2 separate regions of the Zea mays genome follow, and region 1 is linked to region 2. The links are chromatin contacts, called in public Hi-C maps. All regions are on one chromosome and are shown on one strand. Each heading gives the region's core, a stretch centred on a gene start, on an enhancer-like site or on the middle of the called end of the contact. The rest is flanking DNA. Distances are from core to core; before and after follow the strand shown. Region 1 holds the start of LOC103638882 (molybdenum cofactor sulfurase). Region 2 overlaps LOC100383706.

Evidence for each region. Hi-C and Micro-C count contacts between places; a contact is called where the count stands out from the background.
Region 1: a Hi-C map of ear shows a contact between it and region 2, with 3 times the contacts expected there. The contact joins the promoter of LOC103638882 here to the enhancer-like site in region 2. A contact is called at or near these places in 4 of 25 Hi-C or Micro-C datasets (ear, endosperm, tassel and 1 more).

Annotation. Positions count from the first base shown.
Region 1 is chr9:115,783,909-115,787,200 of Zm-B73-REFERENCE-NAM-5.0, forward strand. It overlaps LOC103638882 (molybdenum cofactor sulfurase), which reads left to right and starts at 1,796. Exons shown (of 22, transcript XM_020544069.3): 1 at 1,796-2,336; 2 at 2,549-2,647; 3 at 2,751-2,809; 4 at 3,190-3,292. The coding sequence starts at 2,225.
Region 2 is chr9:115,682,425-115,685,933 of Zm-B73-REFERENCE-NAM-5.0, forward strand. It overlaps LOC100383706, which reads left to right. Exons shown (of 10, transcript NM_001176343.1): 5 at 1-24; 6 at 124-197; 7 at 297-345; 8 at 772-856; 9 at 1,058-1,114; 10 at 1,406-1,733. The coding sequence ends at 1,449. Among protein-coding and RNA genes, the nearest start is that of LOC100383706, 9.6 kb to the left of the region's middle. Within about 2 kb of position 2,152, at least 17 of the 20 cell types and tissues checked have an H3K27ac peak or open chromatin away from gene starts, as enhancers often do. A contact at or near this core is called in ear and tassel, where this site is marked.

The sequences.
Region 1 (3,292 bases), core at 546-3,045, 100 kb after region 2:
CTTTGGTACTCCGGATGGTCCGGGGCAAGGGTCTGAATGGTCCGCGACATACTGGTTTTGAGATAATCTTCCTTGAAATATTTCTTGAGTACCTGATTTTATATCTTAGCAAACTAGTTAGCTCAATTTGTTGTGATGGACGTCAATTACCAAAACAAGTGTGGGAATGCTTTTTAGGCCTATTTCCCTTTCAAGATTGACATTGATTAATTCAATTCTCATAAGCCTTCCAATGTATATGATGTCTTTTTCTTGCGGTTCCCATAGGCGTTCTTAGAAAACTATATTATTTTAGCTCTCGTTTCTACTAGCAAGGTGACAAGAATAAAAGAAAATATTGCCTTGTGAGATCGAGTATCCTATGCCAACCTAAGAATCAAGGAGGCCTTCGGATCCATGATTTGAATATTAACATAGCCTTACTGAGTAAATGGTTATTTAGATTATTAACATAAGAGGGAACTTGACACCAATTTTAAAAAATAAATATTTGGGCTCGAAACCACTTGCCCAAGCGGCATGGAAATTAGAAGACTCACATTTTTTTGTTTGATGAAGATGAAGCAATACTTTTTTCGCTTTGGAACCTTCAAGACTAATAATGGATCGCATGTGATGTTCTAGGAAGATACATGGTTTGGAACAAATGCTCTAAAAGACCAATACTCTGTGTTATATAGTATAACTAGAAAGAAGCACGTAACCATTGCCGACAACATAAGCTAACATCTTTTGGAGACGAACTTTGTTTGGGTCTAGATTGGTGGCATGGAATGAATTACTTTCACGCATCACTAACATTCACCTAACATGAGATGTGGACGCCTTCTACTTGGACATTGTCCCCGTGAGGACAATTCTATGCAAAGTCACATTATCAAGCATTGATTAGGCGTGAGGTACCAAATTTAAATAAAAGCATGTGGAATATAAAAGCCCCACTTAAGATCAAAATCTTTTTGTAGTATCTTAGGAGGGGAGTGATACTAACAAATGATAATTTAGCAAGCCGCAACTGGCAAGGAAACAAAATATGTTGCTTTTGTAATGAAGAAGAGATAATTCAACACTTATTTTTTATTGTTGGTTTGCTCATATGACATGGGCTTTAATTCACATGCCCTTCACGATATCTAAACCGTTTAATGTCTCCAATTTGTTTGGTACCTGGCTTAGTGACTTTGATAGAAATATTAGAAAGATAATCTTACTTGGTGGTGCTACAACATGTTGGTCTCTTTGGTTACACATGAATGATATTGTCTTTGAAAAGGAAACTAATTCTTCTCCCTCGCAGGTTATCCATATCATTGCTCATTGGCCTCGAATATGGGCTATTTTCCAGAATGCGGAGTTGCGACCTATGGTTGTGGAGGCTACACAATACTTGATGCGTCTGACAAATGACTTTCCCACGGATACATATGTGGCGGTCTAGTCTTCAGATTGATTATTATTAGAGTATGTGAGTTATCAAGTTTATTTGTTTCAAAGTTGTGTGCTTTTTAAGTAGAGACCGAAAGAAATTTTAAAGGCTTTATCTCTAGATGTAACGTGCTTAAAGTTATTAATAAAATATTCTTTTATCAAAAAAATTATAAACTATAGTTTTGTATTGGAGCTAGAATTGGAGCAATTTTAAACACCCCTTTACTTGGGCCATAGCACAACGTATCTACGTGCCATGCTTAGGTCTGGGGGCCTACATGGCCACCTGCCACGAGTTTGGCCCAGACCGGCCCATGCAGACAGAAGCGGTGGGGCAAGAGTGTATTCGGTCTCCTCCCCACGTCATCGCTGACGCTTGCAGAAAACGGAAGCTCCCCTATGCCCTATGGCCTATGGCCGCTCCATTGACCGTGGAGGTGGTGTGGAATATTGCGTTGCTTGCGCGAGCTCTTACGCATCTTCTTCTCTTCGAGCCTTCCACAGTTCTACCTCCCGCCCGCTGGTCCCTAGCCGTCAAGAGATTCCACGCTACTGGCTTTCTTGCCCCACGCCGTATGGTTATCGTCCAGCACGAGCGGAGAAACTGAAACACGATCCCAACCAATTCAGAACCCGATTTGGTGATCACCTCCATTCTCGGTAGCACTTAATTCCAGGGACAGCAATAAGAATTGCTCCTCTCCAAGTTCTTTTGGAGCGTAATCTTATCCGTTTGGGTCGGATTGATATTTGATAACTTGATTGCCATTTGGGGAGTTGCGGGAGAGAGAGAGAGATGGGCCAGAGCAAGGCGGAGTTCTTGAAGCAGTTCGGTGGGGACTACGGTTACCCGGACGCGCCTAGGGGCATCGACGAGCTGCGGGCCGCCGAGTTCAAGCGCCTGGAAGGTGTGATTTCGCGATCTCCTAAATTCATTCCGCGACCTTCTTTTATTAGGAAGTTTGAGCTTTGTTGATGTGGCTAAGAGGAGTTATGTCAATTTTGACGACGTGACTGAGAATGTATTTCGTTAAGAGGATAATTTTAAGCTTAACATGTATAGAAGTTTGCAGCTTGCTACTTTGCTAGTTTCTAAAGATGTGTTTGTTTTGAGGAGCAGGGATGGTTTACCTGGACCATGCTGGTGCGACACTGTACTCAGAGGCACAGATGACGGATGTTGCTAGAGACCTTATGTCTAATGTCTATGGGAATCCTCGTATCCTTAAATTTGGGAGGTCTGTTCACAAGAGATTGTTCTTTCGTTGATATGCATTTCCTTTTAAAATTTATTGTGGTTGTGTTCTTTGACATGCCTTAAGATAGCCAGAACGATTCAAGCATGGCTACAATCGATGCTGTTACTTCTGTGCGGCATCAGGTACTGCATATTATAAAAAAATGGACCTATCATTTCTTATGTTTGTATTTTCCATTATGGAACTTCTTTTTTCTTTTTGAAAATCAGCTAGCACTGCAGCAGTTCGTTTAAGAAAGCCAATGCTAGTGATTGGCATCCGTTACTGATATTATGCTAACAAGTCACAACAACTATTTACATGTCTATTTCAGCATATGTTCTAAACTAGAAATACTCAATTACATATAATTGAAGTTGAAAAGGAGTATGGATATAGTTTTCATGCTTCACTCTGATCAAAAGAACTGTAAAATGGTGCTAACGTTGTACACAATTGTATGCACATGAGAGAAGTTGCAACCAGCCTTTTCTTGCTTATGATGCAAACTTTATCCTCACAGGTCCTAAAATACTTCAATGCATCTCCAAGGGACTACAAATGTATATTTACATCAGGGGCAACAGCAGCCCTAAAACTTGTTGGTGAATGTTTTCCATGGAGTA
Region 2 (3,509 bases), core at 902-3,401:
GTGAGAAAAGCTGTCATGAAACAGGTTAGGTTTTCTTTTTGCCATCCACTGCATTTCTTTGGTAAATAAACATACAATACATTACAACAATACGTAACTGTACTGGAATGCCCTGTTTATCAGCTGAAGGAATTCAGAAAACAATATGAAAGTTACGTACCGATGGAATATAAGGTGTACTTGAAGAAAATGAAAAGGTTTGCTAACAGATCTGAGTTTCTTACCATTTTCACTATAGACAGTGATGCTCGATTACTTTTGGGGTTATTCATATACTCATATGCATTTTTCTGAAGATCTGGGGAATGGGGAGATCATCTGACCTTACAAGCAGCTGCAGATCGGGTAAAATAGCACTTTCAGTTTCATGATGGTTTATTGGTTTCTTTGAGTAAATTAAATGCATGTTTTTATACATAAATTACCTTAATCTTTTCCTAATTCTTATTATACCTTAACCAACACGACCCTTTTCCCCTATGAATCCAACTCTTAGTCATGATACTAAAAAAAGCCCGGTGGATATGAAGTGTGTACTGTCAATTTGTTTAGGAATCCTTGTCCTGGAAAATTTTGTCTGTTATAATTCGTTGAATTATGAAGGTTAAACTTCAAACATGAGCCATTGGTTGATTAGTCAACTTTTCATTTGCATTTATGTTCCTGTAGAGATATGTTGTTCTGATCAATTATGCCATTGCTGCATCAGTATTATCTAATGTCTGTATACTGTAAATTAACTAACACCTTATGTATCTTAAATCCTCACAGTTTGGTGCCAAAATTTGTTTGCTGACATCATTTAAAGACACCTGTTTAATTGAGATAGTCCCTAGGGATCTAACTCCCACAAAAGGTAAGGGCTTGGCTACCCTGCTGCTCAGTTATCAGATGCTTGGTTCCATATCGAACTTCTCTGGCACCAGCATTGCAGCATCTATTCTGCTCTTGAGACAATTCTGCATTCAACCATTGCAAGATGCAAACCACAATAGTATATTTAGGTTCTGCAGGAATCATTACCACCTAATCCCAGTGATGGTACACATTTTTGCAGAGCTTTGGCTAAGCTTCTGGTGTGAAGTACACTACAATTCCTTGTATGGAATCGACGGTAAGTATTTTGCAGACTTGGTGAACCTCTGATTTGCATTGCAACTTTACATCATTATAAATTTACTTAAAAATGTTTCATCATTGATTTTTAACCAAATGTACTTATATCTTCTGTAATAATTCCTCGTTTCTGAATAGATTCTAAGGCCTAGTTTGGAAACTTAAATCCCGGAGCCTCCAGGATTGAGGAGAAAATTAACTTAATTTTCCCCTCCATCCCCTCAATCCCGGGGAGGGGATTTAAGTTTCCAAACTAGTGCTAAATGAGTTCCTTTTCTGCACATTGCAGATCTCCTGACCCGCAAGACGAAGAAGAAGCACTGGCTGTTCTAGGAGGGTTCTGAAGGATCCAAATTCTTTCAGCAGCTCCTGCTCTGTCCAGCCAGCGCAGCCTCTGTCTTAGTACTTACTAGTTGGCCAACACTGTATCATATCCTAAGTTGAGTCTAGGCTTTACGCTTTTATGTACAGTCGATCTAGATCTTGTAAAATTCCCTCAAGGAGCAACAGGAACTGTACAACTCTTAGATCCATGAGATTTTGGTGATCTCTCCTCCATGGGAATGATAGTGCTTGGGTGTATGTACATTATAAAAGCTACCAGGGGCATTTTGACGTGGGCGTTTGGATGCCATTCTCCATAATTTTTATTCTGAATTCGTAGAGTGGCCATTTCCAGGCATGGGGATCTGCCGGATTTTGCAGTATAATTTTTAGGATTGGAAAAGTTTCAATAACGTCACCTGTGACCCTGTTTGAGACAGTTCTGGCTCTAGAAAATCTCTAGAAATTTGAGGAGTTAGGGGGTGTTTGGGACTATTCACTCCACCTTTTATAGCTCTCCGTGGAGTAGCTCCACTATGGAGTTTGTAAAGTTTTTGAACTTTCTGGCTTGCACTAATTCTAGGAGACGTCATTCTTCACAGACATTTCATCAAACAACAGGCTCGTTGGGGGCACACATGTTGGCTAGATGCTGTCGTTGGCACTACCGTTCCTCTATCCTCTTTCCAAGACGCGTGCCAGATGTTGTCGTTGGCACTACCGTTCCTCTATCCTCTTTCCAAGACGCGTGCCTCCTATGTTGGCCACCTCGCTGTTATACGCGTAGATGTTGTCGTTGGCACTACCGTTCCTCTATCCTCTTTTCCAAGACGCATGCCTCCTATGTTGGCCACCTCGCTGTTATACGCGTGGCCACGGGCCACCGGCGATGGACACCGGGACGTGAGCACGCGATCGCCGTCGTCGGGAGAGACAACGCGAGTACGGTAGGTGGTTTTTCTGTTATGATATTCCATATCTCATCCACAGGCGGCCGGCCCAACTCTCATACGCACCCTGGCCCACAACCCTGATAGACACTCTTCCCCGCCCGACACAATGATTCACAGCTTTCCACCTCCTTCGCTCACCTCTTCTTCTCCAGTCTTCTCTGTCACTTGTGTCTTGGACGTCAGGCGTGACAGTTGCCCCCTCCCGAGAGCTTGCTTGTCCCTAAGCAAGGGAATGAGGAAAACGTTCCTGAAGCACGTAGAAATCCTCCCAGGTCGTTGAATCAGGAGAAAGATGACTCAGAATAAGCACCTGTGGCACAGCTCTGCCGCCCTTCTTCACCAAACGTCGGTCCAAAATTTCCTTAGGAACCACATCATGCTGAGCCAGATCCTGGTAATGAGGTAATGTGGTGAACACTGGCGTATAATTGCGAGTGAATGGCTTGAGTTGAGAAACATGGAACACATGGTATATTTGAGCAGTAGGGGGTAACTCCAAGCGATAAGCGACAGAGGCCACTTTCTCCAATACTTTGTATGGCTCGAAGAATCTGAAGGCAAGTTTGGGACATGGTCGAGACACCACTGACTGCTGGATGTAAGGCTACAGCTTGAGTAGAACCAAGTCGCCCACTGAAAACTGGCGTTCAGTACGCAACTTATCTGCCTGCATCTTCATACGGTTACGCGCAGCAGCCAATTGTTCCTGCGAAAGAGTCGTGAACACAGCTCTTTCAGACAACAAGGTAGCCACATCTTTGTCAGTTTCAGATGTCAACATCGGAGCGACAGCAAATGGTGGTTCGTAACCATAAAGAGCTTTGAAGGGTGAGCATCCCAGAGTAGTGTGGTAAGACGAGTTGTACCAGAATTCTACAATCGAAAGCCAAGACTTCCATCGTTGAGGTTGGGCATGGACAGCACAACAAAGATACATCTCCACACATTGGTTAACTCGCTCACTCTGACCATTGGATTGAGGATGATAGGACGTACTCATTACTCAAGTTCAACTTGGTGCCCAGCAGTTTGAACAAGTGAGTCCAAAAAGCACCGGTGAATATCCTGTCTCGGTCACTGACCATCGACTTGGGCAGTCCATGAAGTCTGACACTT